Regions from separate parts of the Rattus norvegicus genome. Here region 2 is linked to region 1. A link is a contact called in public Hi-C data. All regions are on one chromosome and are shown on one strand. Each heading gives the region's core, a stretch centred on a gene start, on an enhancer-like site or on the middle of the called end of the contact. The rest is flanking DNA. Distances are from core to core; before and after follow the strand shown.

Region 1 (7,036 bases), core at 1,725-4,224:
TTCAATGGCAGTTAATAAAACAAAAGCTATACCTTTTTTCATCTATAAAGAGAATCTGAGGGAACTGGAAGCTGGGGCAGGGCAGGGTGTGAGAGGGTGGGTCTTGTGACATCGGTCACTGTGTCATGAAACTTCACTGATGAGAGAAAAAAAATACCAACCTAAGACCAGAGCAGCCTGATCAACACAAGTACAATGTTCAGTACAAGTTCGTTGTGGGTTCAGACCATATTATCTTCAAGCTTCCTGATGGGAAGTATAAAAATTGAGAACTTGTTGGCCAGCAAAGACAACAGGTGTGCTAATTTCACCCTAGGGAGACAGGTAATCCTGGCAAAGGAGGAAGAAGTGAAGAGAAAAATAAGGCAAAGCTATGGCTTTATGAAGATCTGATTAGTCCCTTGTTAGACTAATGGGATAGAGCAGGGAAGGTGCAGAAAGTTGCACACAAAGATGGCCTTCCAAAAAGGTCTGCCCTCTGTCTACTTTGTGATAGCATGAGTTATGGTTCCAACATTCAAGTATAAATTCCCATTGTACAATTTCTGCAACTGACAGTGGACAATGGCAGGCTCCTTTTTACTGTAGAATCACCACTTACACATACTTAGTCACGGACTCCCAGGTACCATGTCTTCTTTACAATACCTGCTCTGGTCCTACGGCCTGCTGTGTCCTGGCTCTTAACTCTATTCACCCAAGACTACAGGTTGTTGCTTAACTGAATCAGGCTTTAAAATGCTGAATCGCCATGTTCACTGCAGTGAGGATAACAGAAGTGAGAACCATGAGACATGTCTAGTGTCTAACTACACACCCAAGTCGAGGTGTGCAAACCTTGTCTATGAAGGAAATTCTGAGAACACGGAACAGCCTCACTTGGAAATCCTACGATTATTTTTAATCTCTTCGAGCCCTTCTCACCTGTTAAAGAGCACTCATATGATCGTTCAGTAAGATCTGTTCTGCTTGTTTAAAAAATGATGTTAGCATTAAGGACTCACACATTGTAGATAACCTGACAAATGTAAATAAAGCATTCAAAGTGGGAAAACAAGCAGCAGAGTCCACTGCGGGTTTGCAGAGGACTTTATTTACTGTTATTTTTAAACAATTTTTTAAACTGCCCTAAGCATGATGGTTGTTGAGTCCTAATGATTGAGAAGCATGATAGCTGTGAGTTCAAGGCCCATTTGAACTACATGGGCCAGCCTGTGCTAAAGATCCATCTTTAAAAACCAAGAAAATATTTTAAAAATATATAAAATTGGGAGTAAGATATGGTAGTGGTCTGCAAGATATTAGACGAGTGAGGAAGCAAGCATGATCAAAACACACATGTTTGTGTGTGTGTATAAAATTCTCAAAGAACAAACATATATTCTGAAAACTAAGAGAAAAGGGTCTGTATTGGGGGGCTTATACATGGTATATGATATACTTCTTTTTCATGCCTGACTCCTTTTGGTAGGCATACGTTGAAACCTACTCTGGGAAAGAACAGTTATATACAAAGTCATATGCCTTATTTATTTCTCTTTTCCATAATCAAACTACATATGGTGTCTATCAATCTCACTTTGCTTTCTACTGTACAGTGATTTCCAAAACCAAACACTTAAGATTCTCTATACGTCTTGACAAAAATCACTTGTTAAATTTCATACTTCTAGAATTTTCCAAGGTTTCTGAGGGAAGCCTCATCTTACAAACATCTTATAGTACAGTTTTATTGACAATTGGCATTTTAACATCTTTTCTACATAAATTTAACACCTAAGTCCCAACACTGCAACATATATGGTCAAAATACCCTCTGCTTTTCCAATTTGAGTTTAAGTACATTATACAATGAGAAGATTCTTGAGCGCTTTTTCACACTGAGATTCAAGGTAACAGGGGAAAGTAACATACAGGTTCCGTACACCTGGAATACATTAAATCTGAGGGAAGTCACTTCAAATTCTTCAGGTCGTCCAACTCAACTATTTCAGGGTATATATACCTAAGATACTAGTGTCTATTTGCAGTCACATCAAGTCAACACCCAGCCTAAATTTCGTCCCCTGAGGGCTTTTGAAGATGAGATCTGCGCTTCCCTTAGCCACACCCATACTAAATTCCCATTTCCCAAAGGTTTCTAATAAGTGACCGGCATCCTCACTTCTATCTTCCTAACGGCACAACTATTCCCAATTTGATTTTAGAAACAAGAAGCCAGTTTCCAATGTGCAGAAGTGGGTAAAATGTATAACGGGAATTTGTACTCCGTTTTTGTTTTGTTTTGTTTGGCTGTTTCGTTTTGTTGCGCGGAAGTGCAAACCCCGATAACTCAAGCATCCCGTTTTAGAGCCTGCCACCTTACAAAAACCGCCCTCACCGGTTTAAACTGAACTTTTCAGAGCCGCTGGATGTCCTCACTTGCTAACACTAACAAAATTCAGTTTCTAGCATTTGCTTGGGGGGCGGGGGGGGGGAGTGGTCGCAAGCTCAGACACTTGGCTCACTTGGTCCCTGTCCCTCGTAAAGTCTGGTACAGGATAAGATCCGCCCGAGGCTCTCCCTCCCCTCCCCCAGCCTCCGCGCTCCCAGGTGGCTACTATCATTTTACTAATGCCGACAGGGCAGGCTAAGGCCACGACACTTTAAAAGCCCGTGGCGTGGGGACGAGAACTCGGACCTCCCAACCTCCGGTCCGGCTCGTCGTCCGGTCCGCGAGACGCCCGGAGCGAGCCGCACTCCGCGCACCTTCGGCCAGCCGCCTGCCTCAGGCCCCGGGGAGGCTCCGCTGAGGGACGTGGGAGGAAGGCGAGCCCGGGCTTCCCAGGTTGTCCCGCGCCGGACCTCGGCGTGGCGCCGGGAAAGACGCAACCGCGGGGGCGGAGAGACAGACTCTGGCTGCGGTCGCCAAACGCCGCGCCGGCTCACCTCAGCTCTAGCTTTTCCCGTAGCGACTTTTTCCTCAGCGCAGCGGAAGCACAAGTTCCGGTTGCCTTCTCAGGAAGAAGCCTCTGACGCGGGCCTTTAATTGGCTACGAAGCCTGTCCTATAGCAGGTCCTACTCCCGCCCTAAAGATACTGCGCATGCGCACTCCCGCGTCTCCCGCTTCTCCCGGGAAAAGATCTCTTGTCTATCTTCTTGGTCAGGTCAGGAGAGTGTTTCTTCATACTTCTTGTTAGTAAAAGAAAGTACTCTCTAGTAATTCGACTCCTCGCCGCCCACCCCCTTTATATAAGACTCTTAAAATTAAATATTTGCCTTATATAAGTCAGAAAATACAGATAAGCAATATTTAAAAATATCAATGCTAACCTTATCATCAAAAAAAATTTTTTTAAAGCAAGTTGTACTCCATGATATATTCATACATACATGGGGATATTTGGGAACATGATTAAGACTAACATCCTACACCTTCATTTTCCCCCTTCCGTTCACTTTTATTTTCATTTAGGAATTCAAAGATGTATATGACAATTCTTCCACAAACCGACAAGTAAAAAAAAAAATTAATGTAATTTTTAAAATTAGAAGGAGTGGGCAATTTCACTGTGTAGCCCAGGCTACACATGGTTTCAAATGTCTCTTCCGAGCCTCAGGAAAGCCAGAGGTTCAGAAATGAGCCATCAGGACCAGCAAGAAAACTTTCCATTTAGGCCTTCCCCCACCACACATATAAAAGAATTGTTAACAGATGTCCTAACTCATGGGAGTCTTAAGAACGCTTGTTGCAAATTAAAAGTGAGATAAGACTGTTCTGCTAAAACAGCTCTGCTTCAGAGACAAGAATGTCCCAGTTTCTTCCTTTAAATATGTGAAGAATTGCAGGCATAAAAGCGAAAGAACAGTCTACTCATCACCAACTTCCACAGCTATATGCTCCCCATCAGTTCGCCTCTAGTCCAGTATGAGCCTCTCAAAGGTAAGGGCTCTTCGCTTTTTCCCATGCCCATAGCATTACTATCTTACTGAAAGTGTACCAGGGGTTGTTACACTGATCAAATGAGTGTGTGTTCACACATGGATATATATGTCATATAACTTATTAGAGTGGCTTACAAGATGCAGTTCAACTAGTCCAACAATGGCTGCCTCCAACCTGAAAGGCTGAGAATCCCGTAGCTGCTCAGTCTAAGGGGCTGGATGTCTCAGCAGACCCCACCTGGCGTTGGAGGCCTGGAGGATTTTTAGAGAGCTGCTGCTCTTCAGTCTGTGTTGGAATCCCAAAAAAGTTTGGATCTAATACTGGCAAAGGAATGACACAGCAGTGGGACAGATGAAGTTGCCAGTGAGAATGAGAGCAAGCAACGAAAGAGCAGTTTCCTTTCTTCTTGTCCTTTTATCTGGGCAGCTACAAGAAAATGCCATTCGGTCTTTCTGCTTCTAAAGATTAGCCATCACCCAAAGTTAAATGAATAGGGGTTCAGATGTAACTCAGTTGGTGGAAAGTTTGCCTAGAATAGTACATATAACGCATAGGGGGTAAAAACGGAAGGATCCGAAGTCCAGAAACTCAAGGCCATTTCAGCTACATAGTTTAAAGCCAGCTTAGGCTGTGAGAATTTGAAAGGGGGTTGGGGGAGGGGAGGACTTTTCTAGTTTTCAAAATCAACTACCATCTCAATATTTGGATTCAGACTCTCTGTCATCCCAATTAAGAGCTACCCTTTCCTAAAGGCCGATATCTTTTAGTTGGCTTGTGATCTTTGCGTTCTCTCCCCCATCAGTGTTCCTTTTGAGTAAATGCATCCATTGTTAACATGCCCGAATCAAGTGTTCCCCTGACTCCTACGTGTTCTACACCAGAGACTTGGCAGTGTTATTTCCAGTCCTCATTGTACTCAATCTGGCTCAGTACTTGGCATATTTGGTCTTGGATCACCCCGGGGACTTAGAGCTGTGAAGCCACTTCTCAGTCAGAAGCCATCCACGTGATGGGACCCAGGTAATACCATTCAGATCCCGGAACCCCTCCCCTCTGCACTTCAGACCCTAACTCTATACTTCAGCTTTACCCAAATGCACTGCATCCGTTTGCAAAAAGCACCCCCTCCCCTTCCTGCAGTAAAAGCCACCATACCGACCTCTCACATTGGGTTTACTTCACAGTGTTTCAGGTATGAGAAATTGCCACCACACCCGTGACTCTGTTGTCGCTCATCCTTACCTCCCAAATGGTTTCTCCGCTTCCACGTTTGTCCCCCATGATCTTCTTCCCACACTGTTCTGACAGAAAAGATTGGACTCTGCTCAAAATTCTCCAAGGCAGTTTCCATCGCATATAAAATGAAGTCTGATGCCCCTATCGTGGACATTAGAAAGCTTGACAAAATGATGGTCCCCCAAACCTTTTAATATGTACGAAACATCCTTCTTAGGGTCTGCCTCCAACTGAAGTCATCTTGCTGTAGCATATTCAATCTGCTGTATTCTCCGTCTGAATGCGTGTTGATGAGCACAGAAATGGTTCCCATTTCATTGTCAGCACCTAGAGCAGTGTCTGAGATGGGCAAGTGTTCGAGAAATATTTATTGAGTAAATAACAGAGTATCTCCTGTAATTTGAGGGGATATATTTCATAATCCCTAGTGACTACCTGAAAGCATAGTTTCTAACCCTGTAGATACTGTTTTATTATGCCCACCTATAATAAAGTTTAATTTATAAATAAGCACATATTTATAAATGAACCACTGTAACTGACAATGAAATAGCATAGCTATGAGAACATATTGTAATAAAATTTTGTAAGTGTCGTCTCTAAGTATCATATCACTAATTTACTTGAAGGAAATACTTTATGACTTCCCATTGACATAGGCAAATAACCAGATTAATTCCTCTCGCACCTTGAAGTCACTATTAGGTAAAAGAAAGATTGCTTGAGCACAAACACAGCAGTAATGTAACAAAAATCTGATAAATCTGATAATTTATGGTGTCTACTATTATACATATGTACATATGTACACACACATATATATGTATATATATGGCAGGTGGCATATAATAGCATCTATACTTCGGACAAGAGGATAATTCACACCTTTGGCAAACCAGACTGAATATTCTCCCACTCTCTTCAAACTGATGAGCCCTTTAAAACACAAAGTACACAATTTTCCACTGGTATATTTATGTTTGAGCAATTGGAAGCAGAACCTTAGATAAGTGAGGACTCTGTGGTCATCAGTTTCACGTGAAGCTGTCATGTGACTTTAATAGATAGACCACACCCTGCCCGTAGTCATAGCCCTGCAGCATGACTTTCCTTTCCTCTAGGGTTTTGCTATCATAATCACTGGATTGTGAGCTTCTCAGTCCACACTTGGGTTTTTTGTCCACACTCATTTTTTTCATCCTGAGATAAAATCCTGGATGTAGCCCAAAGCGCAAGTGTCTTACAGCTAGTGACATCATCAAGGCAGAATGTCAGCTTCTCGAGTCTCATTTTGGTGTTCTTGTCAGTAAAATACAAAGGAATGGTGCCCAAGAAGTCCATGTCGTGATAGGAGCTGGTGAAAATAAGGCTGTAATAAACACTTAGTTTTATGTAATATTTGCTATATTTGCAAAATCTGAATGGAAAATTTAACAAGGAATACATCTATTCAATACATCTTTATGGTGTCTCCCGTCACGCCAGGCACTTTTAGAAGGTTAAGGACACATATCCAGACTTCCAACGGAGAGACGGAGACAAACAAGGTGCAAACATCCTCAAATAGCGAGAAGGGCCATGGAGACAAACTAATGCACACGTGTGATGATGGTGTGGGCTAAGGCTGGCTGCTTTGCAGAGGGCACCTAGGGGAGTGACAGATGGTGACTTTGGCAATCATCTGTGAATATGGAAAGAGGTGAAAGTTTCAGGGGTCATGGAAAGAGCGACTGGAACAAGACCAAGGTCTCCATGATGGTCTTGAGTTAGAGTCTAAAGGGAACCTAGGCCCCCACCCCACCCCCCAAATCCTCTGTAGCAAGCACATCCGTGCCCTCTCCCCAAGCACAGGAACAAGTGAACGTAATGTTAAA
Region 2 (7,014 bases), core at 2,829-5,328, 260 kb before region 1:
AAAACAATGGAACAGCTGGGCCTCCATGGTTTGCTTAATCTGCTCTGTCTTTGATTTGCTTGATTGGTCTCCAGCCCTGCTCCTCATCTTCCAGTCAGCTGACTGCTTGACTGAGGGTGTGTGCCCTCCCGCTCACACCAGTTTAACTGGATTCCTCAGTCAAATTAAACAGCAAACCCCATACTGAAGGTCCTGTGCTGGAATAAAATTATAATTTTCTAGGGACTGAGGATGTACCTCAGGAGAGTGTCTGCCCAGCCTGGACCAGGGCCTGGGTTCCACACCCAGCATGGTGGTGCACACCTGCAAAGCCAGCAGCACTTGGAATGTGGGAAAGAAATAACAAGTATAGGGAGTTCAAGGCCAGCCTGAGCTACATGAGAGCCTGTCTGTTCCGTTTGTTTGCCTGTTGTTTGTTTGAATAGTTGCCTTGGGACACAGAATGCACACTCAGCTCTTATTGCAGCTTGCTTTCCGTTGCTAACAGATACCAAGCAGTTTGGGGCTGAGTGGGTTTATTTGGCTTCCTGAGCATCCTGATGAGTGTCTATCACACAGAGGAACGGGGCAGGAGCTCAGTCAGGGGCAGAGGCAAGATAAGGAGGCAGGCTGCTTACTGCCTTGCTCAGGCTGCCTGTTTATGCAACAGGAGACCACCTGCCCAGCCCGCACTGCCCACAGTGGACCAGGCCCTCCCACATCCATCATTAATCAATGCCCACACACATGTATGTCTACAGGAGCGTCCTCAGTCCAGGCTTCCTCTTCCCAGGCGACTGCACTTGTCCTGTTGACTAAAACCATCCAGTGCAGCTGTACACTTACTGATAAGATTCTTTAAATGTTATTGTTTTGTACTCTCAGTACCCTAAGAATGATCATACTTTTTGACACACCTGCTGACTTTTGTCGACCCGCGTTGATCTTGTCTGCTGGACCTGGGATCTTAAGGCCTGAAAAAAAATGGTGCAGCTTACAGTGTGATGCTAGAGACAATTTTATTCAGTTTCAGTGTACGTTTTATACATGAATGCAAGAAAGAAAGTCATGGGGTTGGGGATTTAGCTCAGTGGTAGAGCGCTTGCCTAGCAACTGCAAGGCCCTGGGTTCAGTCCCCAGCTCCGGAAAAAAGAAAGAAAGAAAGAAAGAAAGAAAGAAAGAAAGAAAGAAAGAAAGAAAGAAAGAAAGAAAGAAAGAAAAGAAAAGAAAAGAAAAAGAAAGAAAGTCATGATCCAAGGGTTGCTTGAGTTAAAAAAGTCAGGATGAGAAAAGCATGTCAGTAAGTGTCAATAAGCACATACTAATTATTAACAGAGCAGCCCTTTCCCAGAACTTTCTTAGGACAGAACACAAGTGCCTGGCACGTACCATAGGTTACTCTGGGAAAGCATGAAAGCAAGGCAGAAGGCCATATCCAGATTCAGGTTCCACTGACCAGATTGGGTTCTACAGCTGTGTTCTGACATCCCACAATGAAGATGCCTCATACATTGGATGTAAATGCTATCACAGGAGGCATGAAGTCAGGTCTAAGAACAATCCAGGGAACAAAATGCACCTGAGGTAAAAGGCCCTCTCCCTGCCCTATTTTCTGGAGCCTCTCTCACAGTTCCCCAAGGCATTGCTCACCATGAGTTATTCTTTCCATAGCATTCTTCACATAGAACTTACCTTTACAGCATAGTAATGCCCACAGCTTTCGTTTTTTATTTAAAGGATATTTCTTGCGTTCATATTTGAAATAAAATAAAGCAAAAAAGAACTACTTGTCTGTACGAGGTGGTTTAACAGGACACATGCATTTGTTCTACCTAACACTGCAAATCCATCTAAATAAAGTGTGTTGTCCAAGACAAAAATAATAAATAAATAAATAAATAAATAAATGGAAGTTTAAAAATGCAATAATTTAGGAGTTGGTAGAGAAACAAAGCCTTGTGGCAGCTGTCTTGTTAACACAGGAATTAATTCCTCCTCCCCATGTCTGCTGAGTGTCTTGATATGTAACACATGTAAAATGTACACTGAATTACTAACACTTACAAAGAAAGAGGATGAACCCTCCTTAGTGATTTTTCTCTCTATTCCAAGTCGAGATGACAGGACTGCCAGTGCATTTGAGTTAAGGAAAGTGAATTCTTGAAACTCGGTGTACCTATTTTTATTTTAAAAACCTACCTCATGTGTGTGTGTGGGTGCCTTTGTGTATGGGAACCTATATGCTCTTGCTGTCCAGAAGAGGGCGTCTGGTGTCCTCTTCTCTCACTCTGCCATTCCTATGAGACATGGTCTGGTGTCCTCAGAATCTGATATAGAAATCCATCATTATAACAAGCATGTAGAAAACTGTTCATTATACCTGGCCCCCTCTACTGAAAAGCTGTGTGAAGAAATTCAATGCACAACTGAGCTGCACTGACTGAGCTACGTAGGGGTTTGGCTGTGTCAGAGCTGACTCCAAGGAAGTAACCGAACGTCCGAGTGTAAATCGCAGGCGTAGTATCAGTGAGTCACAGGCAGATGGATCTCTGGGCAGTCTGGTCTACAAAGTGATTCTGAGGTCAGCCAGGGCTACGTCGTGAGAACCTGCCTAAAAGTAAAATAATTAGCGGTAAAATATCCAAAACTCCTCGTGTTTCCTCAGCTAGGCTGGAAACATCGTGCTCCAGTAATCCTTCTGTCTCCGACCCTCTCTGAGCTAGAGTTACAGGTGTGAGCATGACATCGTGTTCGTTTGGAGGGGGCTGGGATCACATTCTGGGTCCCGGGATTGTACAGCAAATGCTTTGAACTACTGAGTCATGTAGCAGGCCCTGTCCTTTTGTTTCCTTTAAATATGGATAATAAAAGCTGCCTGTGTAGTTCTCATTGTATTAGCACCGGACAGTGCCAGTCTAGAAGTACAAAGCAATTCCACACGTGGCTCCTGGGCAGCGGAAGTGATAAATGGGAAGAACAAAGAACTGGGAGGTGGGGAAGACCAGTGTGAACTTAAACTCTACTGCATTTTCGTTTGGTTGGCTGAAGTTTCTTGTTGTTATTTGTTTTGAATGAAGTCTCATGTAGCCTGGGCTAGCCCAGAACTCTCAATGTAACCAAGACTGACCTTAGACTATGACTTTTCTGCCTCTGTGTACAAATTTCTAGATTTTAAGTATGCAACACAGTAACACAATGCTTAGCTTTTCTGTTGTATTTTATTTTAATGACTCAGTATGGATTAGTACAGTCTTTTTATCTCATTTGTTTACTATATATATACATATATATGTATATACATATATGTGTGTGTGTGTGTGTGTGTGTGTGTGTGTGTGTGTGTCTGTACCCACATTCACTTGATATACGTTCCTGAGACCCTCACCTACAGAGACCAGAAAAAGATGGAAACCCTCACAGCTAGAATCACAAGCAATTGTTGGATGTCTAACAGGGGTGCTGGGTACCAAGTTCAGATCCTGTGAAAGAGCATCAGGAGCTCTTCGAGCCATCTGTTCAGACCATGTACTATATACTTTCCAATTTGATGTTTCTTTTTAGTGCTGGAAATCAAAGCGAAGACTTTGCACATGCTAGACAAGCATGCTACCACAAAGCAACGTTTCCACCCTTGGTTTTCTGAAACAGGTTCTTGCTGTGTACACTAGGCTGACATTATACTAGCAATGTCCCTGCCCAGTGCTGGAAATATACTCACATGCTGGAATTATAGTCATAAGCAACCACACCCAGCTAAAGCATTCAGACTTGAAGAACCAATCCCAAGACTCCCAGTAAAGACCATGGCTCGGTTGACAGTGTCATGTCACTCTGTGTGTTTAAAGATTCCATGGTGTGTTCATTGCAGACATTAGAGGAAACTGGATAACTACAGAGACACATGATTTTGCTGAAGATGCAAATAATTTCAGGACGGAAAATTGAACAATGACAACAAGGGACATAAACAATCCAACAAGATCCGTATCTTTCCAGGCTACTGAAAATCAATCAGCTTCAGATTGTTGGCCCTGTCCAGAGTGTCCCTGTGACACCTTGACTGGAAAGAAGCAGCAAGAACAGTGTGGAAGGTCAGATTTTGAAATATTTCCCTGAAATTCCAGGAGAATGAGGTCACTGTATGTGTATCAGGAATATTTAGAGCGAGGAGAGTGGTTGGTGTCACTGTTGGAAGGAACAGTGGAATCTGCAGAGACCTTCACTGCAATCTGGAGCAGACAGGCCTTAAAGCCTTTTACCACGAACACTGGGGCCTTCTGCTACCACAACTCAGTTGGCACCAGGTCCAGAGTGCTTGACCAAGAGCTAAAAGTCAACTTTGGCTTGAGGAAACAGGGAAGGCAGATCTTGTGAGTTTGAATTTAGCCCGATACTTATAATGAAAAAGAACTTGGTCTACCTAGAGAGTATGGCGTAGTAAGACCATATCTAGAAAAAGACAGAGACAGAGACAGAGACAGAGACAGAGACAGAGACAGACACAGACACAGACACAGACACAGACACAGACACAGACACAGACATAGACACAGACAGACACAGACACAGACACAGACACAGACACAGACACAGACACAGACACAGACACAGACATAGACACAGACAGACACAGACACAGACACAGACACAGACACAGACACAGACACAGACACAGGGAGAAGAAAGGAGGGAGAGGGGGAGAGAGAAGAAAAGAGGAAAGATAGGGGGAGGTAGGGAGAGAGGGAAGAAAGGGAGGAAGGAGAAAAGGAAGGGAAGGAAGGAGGAAAGAAGGGAAGGAAGGATGGGTAAAGGAAAGAAAGAAAAAGAAAGAATAAACAAAGAGAGAGAGAAAGAAGAAATTGTTCCTGCTGTTCACAGCAGTGCACACAAGTGAACACAGCCATGGTGGGTGGGAAGAACCAGAGGTCAAAATCTTCTTTGCCCACATTAGAAGTTCAATAAAAACAAACAAACAAATAAAGACTGGTTACATAAGATACTATCTAATTCCCTCCATTGCCACACTCCCGCCCCATGACAAAAAGAAATGGATGCAGAAATCCGCCATTACCACAAAAATGCAGGAAACAGTCTTATTGTACAAATACTTATTTGCCCCTTTTATTGAAGAATTGTATGAGGAAGTTCAATACAGAGCTGAGGTACTGTGCACCACACTGCAGGCCTGGAATGATTTCTTCTTTCTTTCTTTCTCTCTTTTTTTCTTTCATTCATTCTTTCTTCCTTCCTTCCTTTCTTCCTTTCCTCCTTCCTTCCTTTCCTTCCTTCTCTCTTTTCCTCCTTTCTTCCTTCCCTCTTTCCCTACCTCCCCCCTCCCTCCTCTCTCCTTCCTCTCCTCTCTCTTTCTCTCTGTCTCTGTCTCTTTCTTTTTCTAGATCTGGCCCTACTATGTCAGACTCTCTCGGTAGACCAAGTTAACGTCTTCATTATAAAGATCAGGCTAAATTCAAACTCATAAGATCTGCTTCCTCCTGCCTTCCTGGTTTCCTCATGCCAAACGACCTCTAGCTCTTGGACAAACTCTCTGGACCTGGTGCTGTCTGAGCTATGGCAGAAGAAGGCTCCAGTGCTCATGGTGAGGGACTTTAAGGCTGCAGTGAAGGTCTCTGCAGATTCCACTGTTCCTTCCAACAGTGACACCAACCACTTTCCTCAAACTAAAAATCCCTGCCACATATGCAGCAGCCTCCTTATCCTAACTTTTAGGGAACGACTAGGAAATGTGACATTTCACACCCTTCTTTCCAGTCAAGATATCCCAAGAACATGCTTTTACCAACAGTACAGCTCCCACCAGACATTGTTTCTCTTCCTATTCCTAAATGATTGTTTGTACACTATAAAAACTTCTTCTGCTCCTCCTCCTTTTTCTTCTATAAAGATTTTATTTATCTTATGTGAGTACACTATTGCTGTCTTCAGACATACCAGAAGGGGGCATCAGATCCCATTATAGATGGTTGTGAGCCATGGTTACTGGGAATTGAACTCAGGACACCTGGAAGAGCAGCCAGTGCTCTTAACCTCTGAGTCATCTCCCCCCTCTTTCTTCTTCATCTTCTTTTGGTTAACACTATCTATCTATCTATCTATCTATCTATCTATCTATCTACCATCTATCAATCATATGTCTATCTACCAACTATCTACCATCTATCAATCATATGTCTATCTACCAACTATCTACCATCTATCAATCATATGTCTATCTACCAACTATCTACCATCTATCACTTATCTATCACAAGCAAATATTTAGTCTCAGGTGAAACAAATGTATGTGTGCATTTTTTTTGATATTTCAAATATAGCTGCAAGAAATATTCTTTAAAAATATGGGCATTTATGTGCTGTGAAAGTATAGAGTTTATAAAGTGTAAAGTTGATGTATCCAAGTATGGTCTTATGTCAGGTACTAAACCTCAAAACAATAACATAGTGTAAGCATCATACGAGTAAATGAATAGCTACACTGGTTAGTTTTAGTCAACAGGACAAGTGCAGTCGCCTGGGAAGAGGAAGCCTGGACTGAGGACGCTCCTGTAGACATACATGTGTGTGGGCATTGATTAATGATGGATGTGGGAGGGCCTGGTCCGCTGTGGGCAGTGCGGGCTGGGCAGGTGGTCTCCTGTTGCATAAACAGGCAGCCTGAGCAAGGCAGTAAGCAGCCTGCCTCCTTATCTTGCCTCTGCCCCTGACTGAGCTCCTGCCCCGTTCCTCTCTGTAATGGACACTCATCAGGATGCTCAGGAAGCCAAATAAACCCACTCAGCCCCAAACTGCTTGGTATCTGTTAGCAACGGAAAGCAAGCTGGAATGAGAGCTGAGTGTGCATTCTCTGTCCCAAGGCAACTATTCAAACAAACAAACAGGCAAACAAACGCAACAGACAGGCTCTCATGTAGCTCAGGCTGGCCTTGAACTCCCTATACTTGTTATTTCTTCCCCACATTCCAAGTGCTGCTGACCTTGCAGGTGTGCACCACCATGCTGGGTGTGGAACCCAGGCCT

The links. Hi-C and Micro-C count contacts between places; a contact is called where the count stands out from the background.
Region 2: a contact with region 1 is called in a Hi-C map of liver, with 3 times the contacts expected there. The contact joins the enhancer-like site here to the promoter of Med7 in region 1. A contact is called at or near these places in 4 of 12 Hi-C or Micro-C datasets (the Rat2 cell line, Schwann cells, kidney and 1 more).

Annotation. Positions count from the first base shown.
Region 1 is chr10:31,350,975-31,358,010 of GRCr8, reverse strand. Med7 (mediator complex subunit 7) reads right to left here and starts at 2,974. Exons shown (of 3, transcript NM_001286183.1): 1 at 2,929-2,974; 2 at 162-330.
Region 2 is chr10:31,609,290-31,616,303 of GRCr8, reverse strand. No RefSeq gene overlaps it. Among named protein-coding and RNA genes, the nearest start is that of Timd2, 17 kb to the right of the region's middle. Within about 2 kb of position 4,078, at least 4 of the 93 cell types and tissues checked have an H3K27ac peak or open chromatin away from gene starts, as enhancers often do. A contact at or near this core is called in liver, where this site is marked.